4 separate regions of the Sus scrofa genome follow, and regions 1, 2 and 3 are each linked to region 4. Evidence: chromatin contacts called from public targeted proximity ligation data. All regions are on one chromosome and are shown on one strand. The core of a region is the stretch at or near the end of the contact, and the rest is flanking DNA. Distances in the headings are between cores, read along the strand shown.

The links.
Region 1: a contact with region 4 is called in a targeted proximity ligation map of alveolar macrophages. A contact is called at or near these places in 2 of 2 datasets of targeted methods (alveolar macrophages and skeletal muscle).
Region 2: a contact with region 4 is called in a targeted proximity ligation map of alveolar macrophages. A contact is called at or near these places in 1 of 47 Hi-C or Micro-C datasets (embryonic fibroblasts) and 1 of 2 datasets of targeted methods (alveolar macrophages).
Region 3: a contact with region 4 is called in a targeted proximity ligation map of alveolar macrophages. A contact is called at or near these places in 1 of 47 Hi-C or Micro-C datasets (embryonic fibroblasts) and 2 of 2 datasets of targeted methods (alveolar macrophages and skeletal muscle).

What each region holds. Positions count from the first base shown.
Region 1 is chr3:93,682,174-93,688,743 of Sscrofa11.1, reverse strand. No RefSeq gene overlaps it. Among named protein-coding and RNA genes, the nearest start is that of MCFD2, 65 kb to the right of the region's middle.
Region 2 is chr3:93,702,749-93,709,123 of Sscrofa11.1, reverse strand. It overlaps LOC110260144 (a long non-coding RNA gene), which reads left to right. Exons shown (of 3, transcript XR_002342994.1): 3 at 433-931. Among named protein-coding and RNA genes, the nearest start is that of MCFD2, 85 kb to the right of the region's middle.
Region 3 is chr3:93,655,950-93,662,569 of Sscrofa11.1, reverse strand. LOC110260019 (a long non-coding RNA gene) reads left to right here. Exons shown (of 3, transcript XR_002342725.1): 2 at 6,136-6,326. Among named protein-coding and RNA genes, the nearest start is that of MCFD2, 38 kb to the right of the region's middle.
Region 4 is chr3:93,831,806-93,837,827 of Sscrofa11.1, reverse strand. All of the region lies in intron 1 of SOCS5 (suppressor of cytokine signaling 5), which reads left to right. Among named protein-coding and RNA genes, the nearest start is that of SOCS5, 19 kb to the left of the region's middle.

The sequences.
Region 1 (6,570 bases), core at 1,519-4,018, 150 kb after region 4:
GCAAGTCAAGACGGCTGATGTCCTGGTGTCCTACTTCTCAGCATCAACATATGATGCTTTCAAGAGGTCTCACAAATAAAAGGATGTGATATTTATACTATACATTCATATACATAGTGGAATATTATTCAACCATAAAAAAGAATGAAAGCCTACTGTCTGAGACATGGACAGAGCTAGAAGTTTACTAAGTAATAAGTAGAGACATGTTGATTTATTATGTTGATCTAAAAAATAAGTCGGAGACACGTTGAGAGGGTGGCAGAGAGGAAGCTGATTGAAGCTCTAGAGTATGTGAATCTAAAAACTAAAAAAAAAAAAGAATAAAAAAAATAAAAAATAGTCAAAAGTAAAAAAAAAAAAGAAACATAAACACCTGTCAGTGATAATCTACTTATGTCATGGAACATGAAACATCATATATGCAGAGTCATGGTCATCAGTTCCTAACGATAAGAAATAGAATGCTTGCGACGGATGATGAAGAGCAAGAAGCTTTTTAAAAGTCTGGATTGTATGTGGGTGATTTTGCACTTCTGGTATTGCTTTGCATTCCTGCGCATCACTGGCCGTAATGTTGGTGCAGTCATGATCCCAGTGGAATCTGATCGAGCTTCATATCCTGCATACAACACTAGTTCAATGACTTCAGCATGACACCAGGTGGTGAGCTGTGTAGCATGCAGAATATTGTTTTATTAGCAGAATTTCAGAAGTTTCTTGTGAGACTCCTGTAGTGCCTCTGAATTCTTTTATCTTTTCTTTTTTTCGAGCTGTGGTATATTAAAAAAAATACACAAATGAATTGCAAAAAAAAAATTAAAAAAATTAAAAAAAAAAACAAATGAACAACTACAACAAAACAGAGACAGAGTCATAGAGAGCAAACAGGTTGCCAGAAGGGAGAGGGATGTGGGGAATGAATGAAATAGGTGAGGGGAATTAAAAGGTACAAACTTGCAGCTGCAAAATAAATGAGTCACAGGAATGAAATGTCTACCATGGAGACCATGGCCAATGACAGTGTAATATCTCTGTATGGTGACAGATCATAACTAGACTTATCATGGTGACATTTTTTAATGTATAGAAATACTGAATCACTATGTCATGCACCTAGCACATAACATAGAGTTACAGGTCAATGGTACTTCAAATTTTTTCCATTCCCTCAAAAAAAAAAAAAAAAGAGTAAAAGCAAAGATGAAACAGTACTTTAAGAAGGATTATAAGATGGTGGGGGAGTTCACGTCACGGCTCAGTGGGTTAAGAATCTGACATACTGTCCATGAGGATGCGAGTTCGATCCCTGGCCTTGCTCAGGGGGTTAAGGATCCGGCGTTGCCGCAAGCTGCAGCATAAGATCGCAGATGTGGCTGAGATCCTGCGTGGCTGTGGATGTGGCTGTGGCCAGCAGCTGCAGATCTGATTCGACCCCTAGCACAGGAACTTCCATATGTGCAGGTGCAGCCTTAAAAAGAAAAAAAATACATATATCATGGGAAGTTTCTTTGGTTGTCTGTCTCTGAAGGATGCAGACGTCGGAGCATCTTTTGGGGCTGGAGGGAAGAATCCAGGGAAGCAGGAGGTGAGACAGGAAGAGTCACATCCCAGTGCCAAGCACAGGAGATTTCCATCCCCACAAATGAGAGAATCAGGGAGGTCAGGACTGAGAGGGACGTGCACATTTAACACCTCTCTTCATGGATGAAGAAGAGGGCAGAGAGAGGAGTGGCTTGACCAGGCCCCCAACAGCTGTTTGCTAACATCCAATCTCCTCCCTCTTTCTGAGCGTTGGGACTACAGCGTGTTCCCTTGGCAAAGACAGTTATTGTTTTTTAAACTGGCTTTATTCATGTCTCTACATGTTTTAAAACGTCTCTTCTTCTTTTCTATTCCTGTGCCCTTTCCCGGCTTCCCTGGACACAGTGGCTCATGAACCCCATGAGCGGGGCTCCTGCCAAATGCGGCCAAGGAAATGGGAGCGGCCACTCGACCGAGCAGACGAGAAAGGAGGTGCTAAAGGGGTGCTGGTCCTCCAGCTCAGCCGGGACCAGAGCATCCCCACCCAACTCTGCACATTCCTCTGTCTCCAGCAGGAGCTAGGGGGTCTTGCCAAGTTCCTTGCCAGTATGGTTCTAAGTAAGATCCTGGCAATACTGTCACTTGCATGAGATTCGTCAGGCTACAGATGAGGAGAGCTCGGCTTCTCTGAATTGGCATGGACAGGTGTGCAGCTGACCTCTGCAGCTGCCCAAGTTGATGCTTTGGGGACACTGGAACGATCTCGGCATCTTCTCTGCAGTCCTGGCACTTCCTGATTTTGTGGGGTCTGACGGTGGCTTCCCCGACTGCCCTCATCTAGCCTTCCCATCAGTTGTGTAAGCCTCTAAATCCCCACTATGAAAACTCCATGTGCTTGGGGTACCCTGTGTATGTGGCTTCTGTTTCTCTGTTACCTGAACCCCAACTGGCACAGGTAATGAAGGCATGTCAAGTGATGTGAGGGAAAAAAATCCCTCTGGAATGTAAAAGGTTCCTCCTAGAAAGTGAAACCTTTGATGTAAAGTGAGGAATTGGCCCCTGGGTTTGTTTTTTGTTTGTCTAGTAGGAGCCATCGTGGGTGTGCGGCCTTGGAACCATGAGGTTAACATCAAAGCTCTCCTCGGAGACATGTTCCAGCCAGGAGAACCCCCCTGGCCCGCCCTTACCCATCACGAGATCCAAGAAATTGTGGCCAGCAGGGCCAGCTCAAGGGCGAGCCTGCCTTCCCTCCAGGTCTGCTGACACGCACGGGGAAAAACTAGAAGCCACAAGGGAGTCTGGAGTAATCTCTCTGAGTATGGCCATTCCATTTTGTAAGAGCAAGGGAAAAAAACAAGTTTACATTCCCTAATTTCTATTAAGAATGGGAACAAACGTTAATCAAGTACAGCCAATCTCTTAAGACAAGCTTCCGCTGATGTGTTGGGTAAATGATAACATTGGCTGTCTTTTATTAACATTTTCCTATGTACTACCTGAAGTTGTTTCGTACTGTATCCTATTTAATCTTCCCAACAATACCAAGGCGAGGGTAGCATTGCCCCGGTGTCATAGAAGCCTGACAGGTCAAAGCCGCCTGACTCCTGAGCCATCCTCTTTCCACTGAGTCATTCTGCTTCTCTTACTAGAAAAGAGGAAAGAGAAAGGCAGCAGAGGAGGAAGAGAGAGAGAGAGAGAGAGAGAGAGAGAGAGAGAGACGGACAAAGAGAGAAGTGAGGGAAGCGGGCCAGGGGTTATGGCGAAGTTGAAGAAACTTCTCACCACCACCTCTACTCAGACTGTGTGCTTGTGAATGTTCCCCCTGCTCCTGGCTGTACCAATGACCTGGGTAACCACTGTTCACAGCTCTTCAGCTGCTCCTTATTCTCAGGCTTCCTGAGCCTCCCATGTGAATGGAAAAGGCCACAACAATCCACTGGGTAAAAACTCTTTGGGCTGCCCCACTGGTGCTCAGAATAATGTTACACCAGAGGCAGATTCAATCAAGCAGATTAAATCAAGCCCTAATTCCTCGGTTAATGGGGGACAGGGAGCAGGTTTGCCCTTGTGCCATAGGGTAGCTGGTGGCAGCTGTCTTAGATACTCTTCTGCCTCTCTCTCCAGACTCTTCTCTAAGCACCCGCAATCCCACCCTGGTATCCCACACCCCCTACCCCTGGGCTTACGATCACGAGATAATGACAGTCTCAGAGGGCCCGTCCTTTCTCCGTGACCTGTGAAAAGGCATCTTGGTTGAGGACAGGGCAGGGGCTGGTCTTCCTGGAGCCCTCCAGCCACACCTTGGCCCTGGTCCCTCCCTGGTACATGCAAGGCCGGGCTGGGGTAGGGACGACCAAAGGGACACTGGAGAGCTTGTCCTTATGTCCTGAGATCCTGGATCCCTAGAGAGCCTGTGAGCCAATCCCTGCATTTTAGCAACAAAGAAACTGAGGGTCAGAGAGGTGAGGGCAGAAGCCCGAGGCCACACCGTCTGCACACTGCTCAGAATCCCGACACCCAGCCCAGTGCCCTTCCCTCTGGCAGCCGTGCGTCTCCCAGGGCCCCAGCGCCCAGCAAGCCAGTGAGAGCCTCACATGTGATTATAATTACCGTGGGCTTGGCCTGAGCCCAGCCACACTGCGAGCACATCCAGGACTGGTCGCGGGCCAAGTTTCCATCTCAGTAGAAAAATGACAAGGTTCAAGGGATACACGTTAATCCCAAACACAAGAGCAGGAAAGAGTGGGGTGAGGGGGAGAGGCCAGCTAGGATCTCTCGGGCAACGTCAGTCCACCAAGGACTCCTGAGACCCACCCAGGAGGCAGAATGCAACCCCCTCCCAGTCCACAGAGAATAAAAGGCCGTGTGCCCACTAGGGGACCAGGACCACCCTCCTGGTGGGCATTGTAGTTCAAGAGCCATCTCGGGATTGTTTGTGGCGATAAACCCTGCTGGGTCCCAGGTTCATGATGGAACTCAGCTGGCGAGACTCGGCCAGGCACCCCATAGATGTCACCCCCCGACCCCCAGTAGGCCCCTTCCTTACACTAAGCATTCTCCTCAGCCTTTGTGTTTCTATCTTTCAGCATCAACATCTGCTACCACAGATAAGGAAACCAAGGCACCAGGATGAAGGATGGCCCGAGGCCAGGTAGCCAGAGGAGCGGGGATGGGCTACAACACTGGCCAGTCTGGCCCACGGCCTCCCTCTTGATGCTCTTGAGCCATGGGTGCAGCCCGGGCTGTGTTTAGGGCTCTCCTGCTTCCTCCTACCCACCCATTTTCCGCATCTGAAAATTTACGAGCTGTTGGCTTCATCTGCTCTACATCCACTGAGTGGCCCTGGTAGGGTCCCAAACTCCACCCTGGCTGCCAACTTCTGCCCCTTAATAATGACACTGCACATCCTTGAGGCTTCTAGACTGTTCTGTCAGCCCTTTCACCCTTGAGACAAAAGTTCCTTCTTTCCTCCCAGACTTGAAGCAATCATGAGTAACACATCGCTCCCAGCTTACCTCAACTCCCAGAACTCCCATCTGCAAGCTGTGCTCAGTTTTGGCCTCAGAGAGGTCAGGACCTTTGAATTTTTAACCTATGATATATGTGCATCTACCTTTTGGAGGGCTTCTAACAGGTTCAATGATATTAAGAGAACCACGGCTCTCTGCCCTGGGGGCAAAGGAGTTAACACTTTGCTGGAACTCTCCTAACCCCAGGGGATATGCTAAAAAACCAATGGAGGACAGCAGCCATCAATTAAATATCAACTGACAGGTAGGGAAGAGCTGTGGCCCCAATGGGAACAATGGACTTTTTGATGATTAATGTCTCTGAGAGGTATGAGTCCTCAAAAAAATGAGGTCTGCCTCAAAGAAATGTGCTTATTTACACCGGCTTCTAGACTGGCTGAGGACAGCCCAGGGCCTGCAGCCAGGCATCCAAGCAAAGGGGCAGGCAAGCTCCAGAGTGCAGCTTCTTGCCGACTAGGGGATTTATGGGCTTCCTGGACGGGCCAAGCAGCCTGGTTTTGAGGCCAGCAGCTGGGCCAGGAGGTTGGCTGAGGTTTTCTTAGAGGCTCTGCAAGCAGTCGGGCCCTTGGAGAAAATGCCTTTGACACAAGGGGGTGTTACCTGATCTTCCTTCTCCTCCAGGGGCAAAGCCTCAGCAGGGGCATTTTCCCTGACCGGGCAGGGGCGGGAGCCATGGGGGTGGGGCAGGGAGCAGAGTGTGCAAATGAAGCATTATTCCCCAAAGACCATCTCTCTCTTTTTTCTGCTTTCAAAAAGCCCCAATGATGACTTTGTGTTTGCGCCAATCTTGCTTTTTCAAAGAGATGAAGAAAGAAGATGTTTTTCCAAGTGTCATTATAAAAACCCTAAGGCTGGAAAGATATGGAGGAAACCTCTTCCTCCTGGTTCTGCCTCCGCAAGTATAGGCGAAGTCTATGCAGCAGCGGGTAGGGGTGCTGGTCTGTGAATAACTTGCCAGGGGGATATTCCATCCACAGCCCCGAGGCCCCCAGTCTCAAGACACCCCTATCTGCAGTCTATTCACATCCCTATTGCTGGAGTCAAGGTCCATTTCTTCCTTTCAGTCCTTGCGGGAACTGGACAAGGGCCAAGAGACTAGAAGAGCTGGTGATGTGGGTCCTTCTAGAGTCTGAGGGAAGGCAGGTTTGGGGGGGGGAGGTCTCTGTCACCCCAGGGTCCCTGGTTCTTAAATCTGCACTGTCCCATGAAAGGACAAGCCCTAGAGCCAGCAGCACTGCTGTCTGAGCAGCATGGCTGGTGGTCATCTTGCTAAGCAGATGGTGTCAGTCTTCTGGTCTTGCGCTGACCAAGAAAAACAGAGTGGGTGTCCCACTCTTGTTTGAAAATGTGCTTGGTGGGTAGGGGGCAGGAGTTGAGGGGGACAGAAAGCATCTTATTCTCTCCCCCATCTATCAAAACTATAAATCTATCAAGACTATAAATCTCAACTTCCCCAAGGTAAGGTAGAGGCGGGCTGCAGGGGCCCAGGGAGTGGGTGTCCGGCAGGAGAGGCTGG
Region 2 (6,375 bases), core at 1,999-4,498, 130 kb after region 4:
GCAGGTTCAATCCCTGGCCTTGCTCAGTAGGTTGGGGATCTGGCGTTGCCGTGAGCTGTGGTATAGATCACAGACGTGGCTCAGATCCCACGTTGCTGTGGCTGAGGTGCAGGCCGGCAGCTACAGCCCAATTCAACCCCTAGCCTGGGAAATTCCATATGTCACAGGTACAGCCCTAAAAGGAGAAAGAAAGAAGGAAAGAAGGGAAGGAAGGAAGGAAGGGAAAAAAAGGAAAAATGAATGAAAGAAAGAAAGGGAAAGAAAGAAAGAGAGGAGGGAGGGAGGAAAGAAAGAAGGAAGGAAGGAAAGAAAGAAAAAGGAAAGAAGAGGCACCAGTTCATTTTTATCAGTGCAATGAAACCCTGGTGACTTTAGAATTTGGCCACAGGGCCTGCTCTGCTCCCTGCTGCAGCTTTTCCTCTGTTCCTCCAGGACAGCTTGTGTTGGGGGACCCTCTCTGTGTACCAGTCAGAGACGCCAGCTCCAGTGCAGCTCCCAACTGATTCCTCTATCAGGTCAGAGCAGAAACACACCAGCCACAATACACGCCCCAAAGGCACAGCCAAGCATCAGGACAGAACAGGATCCCACAGGGGCCAGGGTGTGTTTTCAAGTGGAGTAAGGTATTTATTATGGACTGAATGTGTTCCCTCCAAATTCATATGTTGAAGCCTTAATCCCCAGTGTATTTGGAGGTGGGGCTTTGGGGCAGTTAGCAGGTTTTGGTGGGTGGGTGTGCTCCCGTGGATTAGTGCCCTTACAAGAAGAGGAAGAGAGACCAGAGCTATTTCTCTCTGCCATGAGTGGATGTGGCAAGAAGGTGACCGCCTACAAGCCAGGAAGAGAGCCCTCACCAGGAATGGAGTCAGCAGCATCTGGATCTTGGACTTTCCAGCCACCATTCTATGAGAAATAAATGTCTCTCGTCTAAGGCACCTGGTCTATGGTATTTTGTTATGGCAGCCAGAGCTGATTAAGACACTGCCCTCTATGGGGAGACAGCAGCAGCCTGGTCAGACCTGGACCAAGGCCAATCCCATCTGTGCTCTCTGCCCTCACCTTGGCTTTCATAGCCTCTGGCTTCTGCCACACATGCTCCAGCAGGGATGTGAAGGAGGCCCCCTGTCCCCAGGGCTGGGCCTGCCTGAGGGCTGGCCTCCAACCCAGGAGCCTGGGAGCCTCACTGACTTGACTACAGAGGGCATGAAAGGCCCAGGACTGGCCCCTGGGTTAGCACAGGATACTGACCCGCTCTGCTCCTTTTGTGGGGAGAAGAAAGGAAACAGGCACTAGGACATACCCACCATTCTCTCATCACTCTCCTGCACCCTAGGAGCATCTGCGTGCTTTTTCCATGCTCAAAGGCTCCAGTCCCCAAGCTCGCATGTCCTCGGCTCACCATCCACATTCCCCACCCACATAAGACCATCACATTTGGGGAGCTGCCCGGAGAGTGCAGGGCAAATTCCTCCTCCTCCCAGTCGAAACTTAGGCCTGTGTCATGGTCATGGCAGCTACTGCTTTTTGAACATCTAAACTGTACAGACACCTACAGTTCACTACGAACTTCCTCCTGCTACATCATTTCACTGGATCCTCACAACAGGATTATCTCTGTGCATCTCTAGGGGACACCAAGGCTCTGGAGGTTAAGTGACCCCACACTGATTACAGTGAACGCAGGGTTGACCCCCTGCTCCCAGGGCTGTTCCCTGGCTAGCTAGCCTCCTGACACAAAGCCCTGCTTGGCCAAGACAACCCTATTAACCCAGAGGCACACAGAGTGCCTTCCTGCCTTTGAGCCTTTGTTTGGTCATTCCCTTGCCAAAAACGCTCTTACCCATTCTTCCTGCTCATTTAAATCACACTCATCTTGGGAGTTCCCATTGTGGATCAGTAGGTTAAGAACCTGACTAGTATCCATGAGGACAAGGGTTCGATCCCTGGCCTCACTCAGTGGGTTAAGGATCTGGTGTTGCCATGAGCTGTGGTGTAGGTCACAGACGCAGCTCATATCCCACGTTGCTGTGGCTGTGGTGTAGGCTGGAGGCTAAAGCTCAATTTGACCCCTAGCCCAGGAACTTCCATATGCTGCAGGGGCAGCCCTAAAAAAAAAAAAAAAAAAAATCATGCTCACCTTTCACAGCCCTGCCCCTGCCCCATCTCCACCTGAAGACCTTCCATTGCCGTCATGGAACCCACTTGTACTCAGCACCATGGAGTTTAATGAGTACAGTAGAGCCTGCTATTTGTGCCTCAGCATTCATTTTCCCCTTCTTCCTTGGTAATGGAACCCTTAAATTTTAGTGGGGTACATGGCTGCCTGGATGATAGCTTGTATTTCCCAGTTTCTATGTGGTTAAATGTAGTCAGGTTCTTGCCAATGGATATAAACAGGGTGTCATTTATGATTTTGGAGGAAGGATTCATAAAAATAGAGATGTCCTTTTTCTTCCCTCCTTTCCTACTTTCTGCCAGCTGGAATGTGGACGTGATGGCTGGAGCTCAAGCAGCCATATGCGGGCCATATGATGGATGCCAAGTTTGTGGTTGGCAAAGCAGCATGACTCAAGGAACCTAAAATCCTGATGATCATGGAGCTACACTACAATCACTAGGCTATTTACTTCCATACTTTGTTTATCTGCAGGGTTAGCAGACTTCCATTTTGTTTAAGCCATTATTATTTTGAGTGTTCTATCATTAGAGCCAAACAAAATCCTACTTGGTACAAAGCAACTACTAACAATTTTGTATTGAGCACCCGGAAAGAAAGGAATTTTATTTTTTTATTTTTTTGGTCTTTTTTTCTTAGGGCTGCACCCGCAGCATACAGAGGTTACCAGGCTAGGGGTCAAATTGGAGCTGCAGCTGCTGGCCTATACCACAGCCATAGCAATGTCAGATCCAAGCCACGTCTGTGACCTACACCACAGCTCTTGGCAATGTTGGATCCTTAACTCACTGAGTGAAGCCAGAGATTGAACAACTGGACCAGGCACTGAAGATTCAGTAGTAAGACAAACTCTTTTTCTGCAACACATTGACTGTCTATTGGGAGAAAAATACAAGTAAATGAAAATAACTTGCAATGTGATAATAATGCTTTATCATCATTTTAAGATGGCTTCATTTGTATGAAACACTGTTTTTTATGTACCATCAAGAAAAGTAACACTGCCATTCAACTGAGACAGGATGCCTTAGTAATTGTCCCATGTGACGCATGAACCAGTCACACCAACTTCCCATTACTTTGAAATATTTTATTATCTATGCCAAGGGGTTTCATAATATCTCCAGCCTTCAGTTGCCTTGCTTCAAATGTGGCAGTCCATCGTTCGCGAAGTATCTCATTAACAAAATATAACACAGCTTCATCTATTTGTATCTGCCTTTCTGTCCCATAAAGCACTTGGTTGTTGCTTTGGAAGAAGCACAGACTATGGGGATTCCTCTGATGATGAATATCTGCTTCGTTTATATTGCATTTTTGCCTTGTCACTCTGTTTCATGTCTTTCTTTGCACTCAACATTTCATTCCTCTGCTGAATCACAGCATTCTTTTCCGTTTTTTGTTTTTTTGTTTTTCTCTTTTTTCCTTTTAGGGTCACACCCAAGGCATATGGAGGTTCCCAGGCTAGGGGTCCAATCAGAGCCACAGCCGCCAGGCTATGCCACAGCCACAGCAATGCCAGATCCGAGCCACATCTGCAAACTACACCACAGCTCACGGCAACACCAGATCCTTAACCCACTAAGCAAGGCCAGGGATGGAACCCGCAACCTCATGGTTCCTAGTTGGATTTGTTTCCTCTGCGCCACGATGGGAACTCCTGAATCATGACATTCTTAAAAGCAGTTTGAATGATAGTTAAACTCAATAGATAAAATTTTAAGAATGCATAAAATTCTACTAAAGAACAATTGCCAAGTTCATACTCAAGCAAGCAGTGATAATGATATGGGGCTGAGAAACAGTGATTATGAGATGCTTTTGATTGTAAGCACAGCTCCATCTCAGATGTGAAGATGTGGGTTGGGGGGAGTACATCTCGAGGCTGAACAGGGAGGAATGGGGAATGACTGCTTAATAAGTATGGGGTTTCCAGAGTTCCTGTCATGGTACAGTGGAACCAAATCCAACTAGGAACCATGAGGCTGTGGATCCGATCCCTGGCCTTATTCAGTGGGTTAAGGATCCAGCATTGCTGTGAGCTATGGTGTAGTCGCAGACACGAATCAGATCCCGAGTTGCTGTGGCTATGGCGTAGGCCAGCAGCAGTGGCTCCGATTAGACCCCTAGCCTGGGAACCTCCATATGTCATGGGTGCGGCCCTAAAAAGCAAAAATTATATAAATAAAAATAAGTATGGGGTTTCCTTTTGGGGTGATGAAAATGTGCTAGAAATAGATAATGACGATGGCTGCACACACTGTGAATGGAATAAATGCCACTGGATTGGTGTCTTTTTAAGTGATTAAAACAGTAAGTTTTACATTATGTAAATGTTACCACAATACAGAAAAAGTCTTATATTTGATGAAAATGGTAGCTGCTTTTATTTAGAAATTCCAAACACTTGTTCTAAGTACATTATATCCATAAGCAATGAAATCCTGCCAATAACTCTCTACCATAGCTAATAATAATCACTAACACTGACCATGGACATGTCAGTGACTCAGAGGCTTACAGGCACCAGTTCACTTATCCCTCACAACCCTATAAAGTTCAGTCACTTCTGCCATAATGTTTGTTTTGAAATACAAATTTGTTCCCATACGTGTGGGATATGAGGGAATAATGTGAGCATAATGCAAGTTTCCCTTTTGCTCATACATGACTTGGTCCATGAGAAATACTAGGTCTGGGCTGGCAACCACAGCCCTATGGCCAGCTGCCTATTTTTATATATAAAGCTTTATCGGACACTGGACACTCATTACTGCTAGACTATGGGTGCCTCCATGCCACAACAGCAGAGTTGGATCACTGCCACAGAGACCATAAGGCACTGCAAAGCTCAAAGTATTAATTATCTGGCCTTTTAAAAGTTTGCTGAGCCCTGTGTTCTGTGAACCCAGAAAACTACACTCAGCTGAATGGAGCCACAGAGACAAAACATGTTGGTTCTTCAGTAAGAAAGACTGTCATTGTTTGCAGGCAACATGACACTATACATGAAAATCCTAAAGATACTACAAATCCTAACAAAACCAACGATTCAACTGAAAAATGGGCAAAAGACCTGAATAGACATCTCTCCAAAGAAGATATACAGATGGCCAACAAGCACATGCTCAACAACACCGATCACTAGAAAAATGCAAAAAGAGGCAAAAGACCTGAACTCTGCAAACTATAAGACACTGATGAGGGAAACTGAAGATGACACAAACAGATGGAAAGAAACACCATGCTCTTGGACTGGAAGAATCAATATTGTCAAAATGACTATACCACCCAGAGCCATCTAAAAATTCAGTGCAATCCCTATCAAACTACTAATGGCATTTTTCACAGAACTAGAAAAAAAATATTTTAATTTGTGTGGAAACACAAAAGACCCTGAATAGCCAAAGCAATCTTAAGAAAGAAAAGTGGAGCTGGAGGAATCAGGCTCCCTGACTTCAGACTATACTACGAAGCTTCAGTCATCAAAATAGTACAGTACTGGCACAAAAACAAAAATACAGATCAATGAGACGGAACAGAAAGTCCAGAAATAAACCCACACACCTATGATCAATTAACCTACAACAAAGGAGATAAGAATACACAATGGAGAAAAGACAGTCTTTTCAATAAGTGTTGCTGGAAAAACTGGGCAGCTACATGTAAAATAATGAAAGTAAAACATTCTTTTACACCATGCACAAAAATAAACTCAAAATGGATTAAAGACCTACATGTAAGCCCAGACACTATGAAACTCCTAGAGGAAGATATAAGCAGACCACTTTTGACATAAATTGCATTGCAGTAATATGTTTTGGATCCACCTCCCAGAGTAATGAAAACTAAAACAAAAATAAACAAATGGGACCTAATTAAACTTAAAAGCTTTGCGCAGCAAGAGAAAACACAAAAAAATAATGAAAAGGAGTTCCTGCTGTGGCACAGTGGATTAAGAATCCGACTGCAGAGCTCAGGTTGCTGCAAAGGTACAGGTTCAATCCCTGGCCTGGGAACTTTCATATGCCATGGGTGTGGTCATAAAAACAAAATAAATCAAAAAGACAACCCCCAGAATGGGAGAAAATATTTGCAAATGAAGTGACCGACAAGAGATTAATCTCCAGGAGTTCCCATTGTGGCTCAGTGGTTAATGAACCTGACTAGTGTCCATGAGGACTCAGGTTTGGTCCTGG
Region 3 (6,620 bases), core at 15-2,514, 170 kb after region 4:
CCTCCAAACTGGGACATCCCCAAGTTACTGACCTACTGACCTGGGCATCTGGTTGCCCAGAACTATGGATGCTTGGTCTAGAAGGCAACTGCATCTCCAAACTGAAGGCTGGCCTCCGAAAGACAGTCTTTCTGTGCACCTCCACTCCAGGGTAAGAGGTTTTTTTTTCTGTTTTTTGTTGTTTCTCTTTTTGCCGTTTCTGGGGCTACTCCCACGGCATATGGAGGTTCCCAGGCTAGGGGTCTAATCGGAGCTGTAGCTGCCAGCCTACACCACAGCCACAGCAACACAGGATCTGAGCCGTGTCTGCAACCTACACCACAGCTCACAGCAATGTCGGATCCTTAACCCACTGAGCAAGGCCAGGGATTGAACCCACAACCTCATGGTTCCTAGTCGGATTCCACTGAGCCACAATGAGAACTCCCAGGGTAAACATTTAAAGTTCCCCTTCCCTAGGTACATCACATGGGACTCCTGGCTCCTGGCTAAAGGACTGGCCTCTTTTGTCCCACCCTCATCCCCCTATCATCCTAGACATCGCAGATCCACAGTGACTGCTTGATAAATCCCGGGGGCAGAGGCAGGAACCTGATCCTCTGGAACAGTGTTCTCAGGAGCAGCTGAAGAGAGTCAAGCTGCCAGCAAGGAGCAGGGCAGCCCCTCCCCTCGGGCTCCAGCCCTGAGTGCAGGGCCAGATTGGGGCGGGGGTGGGGGGGGATGGTAGCTGGAAGAGGGTAAAGGCGAGGACAGGGAATCAGCAAGTCACAAGGCCCAGGGTGGTGGGAGGAAGTGGCCTCAATGGTCCAAAACCCTCTCTGACTTTTCAACTGGGAATTTCTGCTCCCCACCTCACCCCCATATTCCTCACTCCAGCACACTAACCTCACTTTGCACAATCAATGGATTCCTGAAAAGATACCAAGAAATCGTTTGGTTTTTTTTGGGGGGGGGAATCATACCCTGTTCTGAATGCCCAGTGGGGAATGCTGTGTTGAAATACATCTTCTGTAAATCCTTGAATAAAGAAACCCCGCCTCCCATCACCCCTGTTGCCCAGATCAGGTGAGTTTCTCTAGAATGCTCCCTTACTTTCTACATCATAAGCTGCCCCCGTCCAGGCTCACCTGGTTTAGAGGTGGAGGTTGGGCTGGGGGGAACCCTCCCCCTCAGGGGACAGAAGGACAAATACTATGATGTTTGCCCTGTGCGGGCAGGACCTTAGTCCCACAGCGCTGTGAGTCACAGGCGATGAGTCACCCCTGCATTGTTTGTGTTGATGATCCTTAGAGGAATCAGTCAGACTGTAGGCGAAGCTGACTTTTCTCAGCTCACTCTGGGCTTGTGAATTTGCACGCATGCATGCCCGTGTGTGCGTGTGTGTGTGTGTGTGCATGCTTACACCCCTCACCCCCGGAGTGCACATGGGGCAGTATCTCCCTGTAAAATCACTATTTCCTAAAAATGACTGTCCTTCAATCACAAGCTTGTGTGTTAAAGATGACAGGGTCAAGACTGTAGAGTATAAGCTTCTGGAACCATCCCTTAGGTGGTTGGCTAATGGGTAGCTGGCTAAACAAAGCAAGGAATGCCTACATTGATGGATAACTATTCTGGTGCAGTGGGGAAAGACTGCTCCCTGCTCCCCCAAGGAGGGCACCCCCTCCTCTCCTGGGTCACCCCCCTCCCCATTTATCAATCACATCAAGCTGGTTTGGGGAAGTTCCCTTCAAAGCTCAGCAGTTAATGAACCCGACTAGGATCCATGAGGACGTGGGTTCAATCCCTGGCCTTGCTCAGTGGGTTAAGGATCTGGTGTTGCTATGAGCTGTGGTGAAGGTTGCAGACATAGCTCAGATCTGGTGGGGGTATGGCTGTGGTGTAGGTCAGCAGCTATAGCTCCAATTTGACCCCTAGCCTGGGAACCTGCATATGCCCTGGGTACAACCCTAAAAAAAAGGGATTGGTTTGGGTCTCCCCACTAGGCTGAGCTCCTTAGGGCAACAGCTGTAGCTCATTCATCTTTGTACACCTGGCACATCGCATTGCACATAATGGATTCCCCTAAATACTTTTGGGCTAATGTCCCAAGGCCAGTGTTGACCTTGACCCCCTCTATTCCTTACACGGTTAATGCACAGAGCCTCTCTGGCTTCGGTGGAAGCCTGCCTTCCCCTGGGCGGACAGGGCCAAGGGAAGCTGGTCTTCACAGGCCTCCCCAACCCCATCCAGGGGCAACTGAGGCAGGAAGGGGTCTGTTTTCTGATCTGGGGAGCATTCTGAAGAACACGAACCCTGCAAGCAGAAGGGCTTGTTTCTGAATTAGTCCAGACAGATTTGGCCACCAGGAACTAATGCTCCCTGGAGCTGGCCTCGGGAAACTCTGTTTAAGGAATAGAGGGTGTCTTAAACCCAAGGATGAGGGCCTAGAACTCATCCAAAAACATTTTCTATACAAATGTGGGTACAAGCATAATTTTTACAAATATGAAATCCACCTGCACATCCATGCTTGTTATTTCCCTTCAATGATTTATTACAAACATCGTTTTGGGTTAACAAACCTGGACTTCAAGCTTGACTCATTACTCGCAGTGTTTACATGTCAGGGTTACACGCATGTGCTCTGTCGTCTGATAGCTTACATGTCATTTTTTCCGTGGCAAACAACATTAAGATAGAATGCCATTGTCATCTCCATCAGACAGTTATTTACAGGAGCATCACTGGATGACAGGGGAGGCAATGGGGTTTTCAAGTGTCTTGAGGCCTAACATCTACCTTCTCTCCCAGGAAGGACTGCACCAATGAAGCCCCCTCTCCAGCAGCCGAGGATGGTGCGTGTCCTCTCATGTCTCACTGGCCTGGGTCCTGTGAGCCTGTAAATGATCTTCAAAGAGCCACACAGTCATGAATCGATTTTCCCCGCCCTGGCTGAAATACAACTGCACAGGGGACAATCCAAACTCCCTGGGGAGGGACTGCCACTGCCAAACGGCTTCTACCACGTGCCAGGCACGAGACGCGTTCATTCTCATTTCATCCCATGAGGTAGATGCTACCGTTCCCATCTCAGAGATGAGCAAGTAAAGGTTCAGAAAAGTTGAGTGACTTGTTCAAGGTCAAACACAACTAGGAAGAGGCCAGGGTCAGGTTTTGACCACAGGTCTGAGGACAAGGCCCATGACCTTTCTCCACAGGGCTCCTGGTGACACAGAATAATCTGGCCTTAATCCACACCTCCCAGCCTCATGCCCTCCTTGGCCTGGCCAAGTCCCCCTTTAGCCACTCTAGTCCCCTTCGCAGGGTGCACACCCCATGTGAACATGGCCACTGCTAGATGGTGGAATCAAAGATAATTTTTTTCATGGCTTATCTCTGCTTTCTACTGTTTCTTTATTAAATAAGCAATGTTTAACTTATTTAATAAAGAAACGGAAAGTACTATCTTTTTGAGGTGGGAGACATGCCTGCAGCATACAGAAGTTCCCGGGCCAGGGATTGAACTCATACCACAGCAGTAACCAGAGCCACAGCAGTAACAACACCAGATCCTTAACCTGCTGAGCTACCCGGGAACTCCAGATAGGAGTTTTAATTAAATAAAAACCTTAAAAGGTCCCCTCCAGTGCTTCCCAATGTCCACACACACATACACACACACACACACACATGCTATGACAACCTGGGGTTGGTGGGCCACAGGCTCTAGGCAGGAGAGAGCAGAGCATCTCAGAAACATTCTGTGACCTTCCAAGGCCATGAGGGAAGCCTGGGGTCAAGCTCACCCACAGTCAATTCTCCCACAATAGGCCACTGGCCTTTGAGGACGTCCCTGAGCTACTGCTAGCCTCCTCTCCCTCAGGGGCCCGACCTTCCCCGACTCAGGCTGGCTGTCTCCGGCATAGACCCTAGACTAGCCAGGCCCTGGGGACAGAGCTGGAACCAAATACTCCAAGCGGCTGCAGTTAAATGGCCAGACCTTCCAAAATAAGCACAGGGAAGCTGAGGAAGCCAGGGCTGCCAGCATCAAGGAGGGAGTCAGCTGAGGGCAGCGGAAGTGTGGGGTGGGGGCAGAGGCAGAGCCTGGGAACGCATTGCTCAGGGGGAGACAGGGCAGCAGTGGGGGTTGGTCTAGGAAAAGGGTAGAAACTAGGGGACAGGATAGAGAGCAGGGCAGGGTCTTTCCCCAGTACACCCACATCCACATGCATCTACCGGAATGTATGCTCACTTGGGACTTAACGTCAGTATACATCAGATGGATGGATGGATGGATGGATGGATGGATGGATGGATGGATGGATAGGCGGGTGGATGAATGGCTGGGTAGATGTGGGGATGGCTGGATGGATGTGTAGATGGATGGATGGATGGATAGATGAGTGGATAGATAAGCTTGTGGATGGTTGGATGGATGGGTAGCTGGCTAAACAAAGCAAGGAATGCCTACATGGATGGATAACTGACAAACAGGCTTGGTTCCTTTGGAAGTCAATAATACAAGGTGACCCAAGAGTCATAAAAATATTCATACTCAGAGTTCCTGTCGTGGCACAAAGGAAATGAATCCAACTGGTATCTATGAGGATCCAGGTTTGTTCCCTGGCCTCGCTCAGTGGGTTAAGGATCCGGCATTGCCATAAGCTGTGGTGTAGATCACAGATGTGGCTCGGATCTGGCGTTGCTGTGGCTCTGGTGTAGGCCGGCAGCTGTGGCTCCAATTTGACCCCTAGCCTGGGAACTTCCACATTACGAGGATGTGGCGAAAGAAAGAAAGAAAGAAACAAAGAAAGGGAATTTACTTTTTTGTTGTTTGTTGTTTGTTTTGTTTTGGCTTTTTTGCCATTTCTTGGGACGTTGCCGCGGCATATGGAGGTTCCCAGGCTAGGGGTCGAATAGGAGCTGTAGCCACCAGCCTACGCCAGAGCCACAGCAACGCGGGATCCGAGCCGCGTCTGCAACCTACACTACAGCTCACGGCAACGCCAGATCGTTAACCCACTGAGCAAGGGCAGGGATCGAACCCACAACCTCATGGTTCCTAGTCGGATTCGTTAACCACTGCGCCACAACGGGAACTCCAGAAAGGGAATTTAAAATGTATAACTCTGTAGAGCTATGTTAAAAATCAAGTGGAAAGTATCTGGGGGCAAGAACATTATAGGCTTGGACACTGGAAGATCCATACTGAAGCCTACTTGCATCTCAGACATGTCACTTCAAGTCTTTAGCTGCACTTTCCATATCTCTGAAGCGGGGATGATGCACAAACCCCACCTCCTGGTTGGGAGGCCTGCGTGAACTCTCACATGAGGCTGCTCTATAAATTCTAAAGCTCAAGCCACACACTAGTCAATCTCTGGGTTGAGATTAGGAGGAAAATGAAATAATGACCCATAGTGATGGGGTCAGAACTGAGAAATGCAAATTGAAACAAAAACATTTCACTTATTTGAGATTCGCCAAATAGCACCAAACAAACAAAAAGCACACACAGAATGTCTTCAAGTCCCAATTAAGTTGAACCTGAACCCTAGCTTGGGCTGCCCACCTTGACCAGGCAGAGCTGGGTCATGGGCGGGGGGGACATCTAGAGACACAGGGCCCTGCTGCCTCCTGCTCCTTGAAAAGGATGAATAAATTCAGATTCACTGGGTGTGAAGTACCTGCCATGTGCCAGCACCTTCATGGATGTTAGGATGACAGCAAACACTTACACTGGGTTTGCTCTGGGCCAGGAATTTGACAAGAGCTCTCTTACATGTTAATCAATCCTCCTAACAGCCCACTGAGATAGCGACTGGAATCCACACTTTAGAGATTGGTTCACAGAGGCACGGAGAGCTTAGCTGGTCCCAAGCCCACCAGCTGCTGACTGGGAAAACCAGGACTAGGAACCCTCACTGCCTTGAACACACTCCCCGTGACATGCCTGCCTCGGTCTCCTGCCATCACCATTCTAACCGTTTCAGACCTGGAGTCTCTCTAGCACCACGGACACGCTCTTTCAGGACAAACTCGCTGGCTAGTCAACAATCGGCCACTTTTTCCTGATGAGTCAGTGCCTCGGCTGCACTGGAGCAGTGGACCTGGCCTGCACCAACCCTCATGGCCCATCCTTTCTCTGCCCAGACAGCCTACTTCCCCATCTGCAGTCCTTTGACTTCTCAGTTCAACACCCTGGCCCTGGGGAGCGAGCCTCAAGACTCCACTCCCAGGAGAACCCTCCAGGGGGCGCTCTCATCCCCAGAGTCAAAGCTGGGCAGCGAGACTGGGAAAAATGACTGGAATAGAGGAACTAGTTCTGTGACCTGGACAAAAAGGTAAGCTTCTCTGAGTCTGTTCCCTTATCTGTCAAGAGGAAGAATGATAGAGATTTTTGTTCCTGGGTCTATGTACCACTTAGGGTTGCAGGTGAGGTGAGAAGGCCGCCAGAGATGTGCAGGGGACCTTCAGCCTGCCACTAGGGGGCTCCCTCTCAGGGAAGGGGCGAGCCCTGCAGCTGGACTGCGCACTGAAGGGAGGGAGGGCAGGACTTCATGGCAGGGAAGGGGAAGGGGCCTAAAATCCCCCAAGAGTATTACCTCTGGCCCGAACCCCCGGTGTTTGGAATTCAG
Region 4 (6,022 bases), core at 963-3,462:
TTTTAGACTGTGGCTCCAAAAAAAGATGCCAGCTTATATTTTAATTTTCAAGCCATACAGAGAGATACAAAAAAGGAAGTTCAAAGAGAAAGAAAGAAAGGAAACAAACTCACTGTCCTCAAACCCAGAATTTACCATGGTTATCTTTAGCATTTTAGATCACTTATTACAGATATGCACATAGAGGGATAATTTATTTTTTGAATGGGTTTATGCAGTTCATACTATATTTAGTTAAAAGCGCTTAAATTTAATTAACAGGGTAAATTTGTTAAACAGAGCAACACTGGAAAAATGCCTCAACCACAGGTCAATATCATTAACTACAAGAGATATTTACTAAAAGATTTTTCTTTAGGATTATGAAATAAGATTGTGGAAAAAGCCTAAGAGGTTAGAATCACTATGTCATAGTCAGCATGCTTCAGTTTGTCTCTCATATAAAAAAGAATCAGAACCAAGTGTTGGCAAATATCTGCTGTTGGTAGGAGCATAAATTGGTACAAATTTCTAAATGGCTATTTTTAGCTCAAGCTGCTATAACAAAATACAATACATTTATGGTATTATAAACAACAGGTGGTTTATAAACAACAGTTTATTTCTTACAGTTCTGTAGGCTTGAAGTCTGAGATTGGGGTGCCATTTGGCTTCTGGTGAGGGCCCTCATCAGGGTTGCCGACTGCAGGGTTCTTGTATCCTCAGATGGCGGAAAAAGAGCTAGCTAGCTCCCTGACCTGTTCTTATAAGGGCACTAATCCCATTCATGAGGGCTCCATCCTCATGATCTTGTTAACTTCCCAAGACTCCACTTCCTGATAGCATCACATTAGGGATTAGATTTCAGCTCATGAGTTTGCGGGGGACGTAAATATTGAGTCCATTGCAATGGCAATTGGATAATATTCAGAATCCTAAAAATGTTCACATCCTTTGCCCAAAATCCCTTTTTTAGGAATTATAAGGAAATAAGATGTGCACATAAACATGAGTGTGTGTATGTGCTGTTCAGTTTAGTACTATTTATAATGTTTAATAATTAGAAGCCTCTTAAATTATTAAATTATGCAAGAGCCATATAACTAAATACTATAAAGCCATTATAAATCATATTCTTTAATTTTTGTTTAATATACTAATTAGAATAAAAATTGTTGGCAAGTGATAAAAACCATGAGCTTTAGGCTGTTTAAAGGTGTAAGGTAAATATTCACAATATAGTAAGCGAAGAAAGTAAGATCATGCTTTTGAGTTTCTTAAAAAGGAAATATTAATTTAAAAGGCTAATAAAATATACTAACTTGGAGTAGTTAGATTATGGGTTATTTTTCACTTATCTCATAGACTGTTTAATATTTTTCACATTTTCTGCAATAAGCATGTACTATGTTTGCAATCATACAAAAAATTTTTAAAATTCTGATAAAATTAATGTTTGGGAGTATAAGGGAAGAAGGATTTAAGTGATTGTAGTTTTTCCCATCTTAATCATGTCTCTTCTCATTTTTGCACATATTTAGCTTGAGCTTTATCAGTACAGATTTAGTGAAACAGACATTCTTTTTTTTTTTTTTTTTTTTGTCTTTTTGCTATTTCTTTGGGCCACTCCCGCGCATATGGAGGTTCCCAGGCTAGGGGTCGAATCGGAGCTGGAGCCACTGGCCTACACCAGAGCCACAGCAACTCGGGATCCGAGCCGCGTCTGTGACCTATACCACAGCTCACGGCAACACCGGATCGTTAATCCACTGAGCAAGGGCAGGGATTGAACCCGCAACCTCATGGTTCCTAGTCGGATTCGTTAACCACTGCGCCACGACAGGAACTCCGAAACAGACATTCTTATGCTATATGTGTAATATACATTCTAAACATTTTCCAATTTAAACAATCTCCCATTGTTCATAGTTAAAAGTCATAGGTTTCTATTAAGCACTGCTTTGTACACTTGAAGAGATTTAATACTGCTTTCTTTGCTTTTTATTGTTTTTCCCAGGGCTTTTTTTTTTTTTTTAAGTTTTTGTCTTGCTTTCTCAGCCACTGTTACTGCCACCTCCTTGCAGATGAGGATACCCTTATTTTAAAGAAAGAAGTCCTAGTCTTCAGTTTTCTCAGGAAAATATTATATTTGCTGTCCCTATCCCTGGCATCTTGAGCATATGGACCTGGTGCTCTTCAGGAACTTGCCCTAGTGACTCAGCCTCACATTTTTTGCTATATATAGAACATGTTAGAAATCCAGTGGGGAAAGTTAATATTCTAAAGAAGAGACAAAGGACTGTTGTGGTTAATGAACAAAGAAATAGACATTTCCTTCAGGGTGGTGCATTCATACCAGGCCTCAGAAAATGACCTGAACTTGCATAGTCTGGTAGCTGTTCCTCCTTGCAGTTGCAGATCCAGAAACTCATTTTGGTCAGGGAACCCGATTTTCTTGCTAAGCAGATTTACTGAAGATTCTTATGGGAAACAAAGTTAATGTCTTAATTTATATTAAGAAATAATACCAAGCCATAATAGTTTGATAGCTCACATCTTTATCATAGGGCTGCGTCTACCAAAAGGATGTGAACAGTTGGGTCCACTAATCAGATTGTGTTTTCCTGAAGGCTCAAGGCAGTACATTCTTCTTTAATTACCTTATTTTTAGGCTTTGTGAAGGGCTCTATAGCTGTGAGCACATTTCTTAATCTCCTAAGCCTCAGTTTTCTCATCATTAAAATTGTGATAATAACTGGCTCCTCCCTAGGCTTGTTGAGAACTGAACAAGGTAATCCATGTAAAGTGACTAGCCCAATGCCTAGCACCTACCTGCCATTCAGTACTTGTTTAGATGATTTATTGTCTTCTACTTCTAGGTTTGAGGTCTGGAAGTTAAGAAAGGCCCTCTTTATCTTTTCTTGCTCCCTGCAGGCATTGCTGGGAACTCCACTGCATGAGGTGGTGTTGAGGTACTAATACTACTTGATTTACAAGAAAATATTGTTGTTCAGAGTCGTAAAACTTCACTCAGTCTAGTGAAGAACCGTGATGAATCTTTGCATAGGTTGTGTTTCACTCTGAGATCTAGCCATTTTAATATTTTGAGACTAAGCTAAGAATCGTTCTTTTAAGGAATTCAGTAGTGTTTCCAATTGGCATTTCTAAAATAGCCTGATATTTCCTGTAAAACAAACAAGTTAAGTCCAGATAACAAATTTAATAAGCTGTTTTTACTCATAGCTGACAACTTAGTAAGGTTTGTGCTCTATAGTGAATAATTCTAATTTATTATATTCATGGATTGTAATGTTGTGAATGACCTGATACCATTCCCTTTCTTTCAGATGATCTTACTGAGGCCCAGAGATCCAGACTGAAACTAAGCCAGACAGCTGATGCGTCATAGGGGGTCCCTGGGACTGTGAGGTGCCAGTGCAGCTGGGCCCAGGACAGTGAGGCCCTTGATATAGGAGTTTGTACTCTGGAGAAGGCAAGGAGAGCGGCCAGCTCCTTTTGGGTGTCAGCATCCTTTCTTTCACGTGGTTGTGAGAAGGCGGTATTGAATTCAAGCAGCGAGCTTGCCATAGTCCTGAGTGGCAGACATCCCCGAGTGAGTCCCTTCTAGAAGGAGCCCCGGCCTGCCCCTCCTTGCTTGCTTAGCTGAATCCAAATCAGAGTGAATGAACAAATGTCCTTTTTGTGTCAGGTACCATGTCTGCTAACTAGGCACTGTGGAGCATTTGGGACTTACCCCAGAGTTTTTAATGGCAGGGCTGAGGCAGGACTCCAGCACACTCTCTTTGCTGTATACCAGTGCCTCCCAACATCGGATGAATTTACCTTCTCTTCTGAATTACCATTTGACTCACATGGGAAACTTGTTAAAGAATGTTTTGACATCTATTTATTCTCTAATTGTTCTAAATAGTATGTTCTTATTTACAGTTCTAGTGTCTCATTGTCTCATGAGCGTATATTGTGTCTTCAACTGAATCCTTGAGAACCTCTATACCATTTTGATCTCTTTCATAGGATCCTTAGGGCTTAAAATTTTAAGCATTCTGTAAATTGTTGATTAATAGGTAACTGTTTGCTATCAATTTTTTAATTGCACCAAACTTCACATTTTAACATACTTTCAACTATAGAAGGATCTGGATTTGCTACTTAAAGCTCGCATCCTCAGACAATTTAAGATCGAAAAGAATTATAAAAGTGCTGTAGTCGTGGAGTTCTTGTCCTGGCCTAGCAGAAACGAATCTGACTAGGAACCGTGAGGTTGTGGGTTCGATCCCTGGCCTGCTCAGTGGGTTAAGGATCTGGCGTTGCCTTGAGCTGTGGTGTAGGTCGCAGATGCGGCTTGGATCCAGAGTGGTAGTGGCTGTGGCTGTGGCTGTGGTGTAGGCCGGCAGCTGTAGCTCCAATTAGACCCCTAGCCTGGGAACCTCCATATGCCTTGGGTGTGGCCCTAAAAAGCAGGGGACAAAAGAAAAAAAAAAGTGCTGTTGTCATGTGAAAGAAATGGAGTGCTCTCACAGATAACTTACATTTCAATGTTTTAAGAACCAGGGAAAGTTAGGGGCCGTTAGGTTGGTACTTAATTTAAATAAATGACCTGGGGTCATCTGGTTGTGTTTTTGTTTTTTAAAATCACATTCTAAGATTTAACTTTTATGACAGCCATCAAAAATACATATGGTTATAGAAAACAACTCTTGAATTATAATCCTCTGTGTTTTCGTGTTTATTTCTTGGGAGGGGGAAAAAAAAGGAATATTTCATACCTCCTTAGGATGGTTTGCAGAGTGGTGCAGTTATGACCAGTCTTAATACTTGGTCCCAGTCAGCAGTCTCCCCCCCCCAGCTTTACTGAGGTATAATTAATAGTAAAAATTATATGTATTTAAGGTATAAAGCACGATGATTTGATACATACACACATTGTGAAATGATTACTGCCACCGAGTTAATTTACATATCCATCGCCTCACATAGTTACCCTTTTTTGGGGGGTGTATGTGAAAACATTCAAGAGCTGACCTGTTTGAAGATTTCAGGTATACAGTACAGTAGTAATGACTGTAGTTACTATGCCATACATTAGATCCCCCGAAACTCTTCATCTTATAACTGAAAGTTTGTACCCTTTGACCAACATCTCCCTGTTTTCCCCACCCCTCAAGCCCCTTGGAAACCACCATTCTGCTCTGGTTTTATTACATCTCATCTTTTCTTTATCCATCCAGTCAGCATTCTTGAAAGTATATATATTTTTTAATATCAAGAGGAGTCAGGAGTTCCCGTTGCAGTGCAGTAGAAACGAATCCGACTAGTATCCATGAGGATGTGGGTTTGATCCCTGGCCTCACTCAGTGGGTCGGGGATCTGGTGTTGCTGTGAGCTGTGGTGGAGGCCGGCAGCTGTAGCTTCGAGATCCCTAGCGTGGGAACTTCCATACGCTATGAGTGTGGCCCTTAAAAAAAAAAAAAAAAAAGAGTCAGATGATAAAATCTGGATAAACCATTGTAAATCTGTAATTGCTATTAGAAAAAACAAGGGACACACCATAATAATGGATAGCGATGTCATTTTAATTTCAAGGACTAAATGAGTATCTAGTATGAATGTGGAATTGTCATTCAGACTACTTTTTGACTTCATATATGCTCTATTTGTTTTGTCTCAAAATTTTTTTTTACATGGCGATATTCAATATTTATTTTTAGTTGTCATTAGGTACTAACAGCCTCTGGTTGGTTGAGGGATGTGTTTTTTCTGAGTCTAGGTTACCTATGCCTTATTTTTGTCTAATTTTTTTAAATTTAGTCTCCTACCTTATCTTTGCATCTCCCATTTCACTGGTGTTCACATTACTCAAAACACTTATTTTGAGCCTTAATTGGTACATAATTAGAAAGTTCTAAGATAATTTATACTATGTATTTTTTAAAAGCTTAAGATTTTTTTTTTATTAACATACATTAAAATTGACTTTTTTGGTGAGGAGGGTGAATAGTTATCTAAGTTTTAACTGTTATAT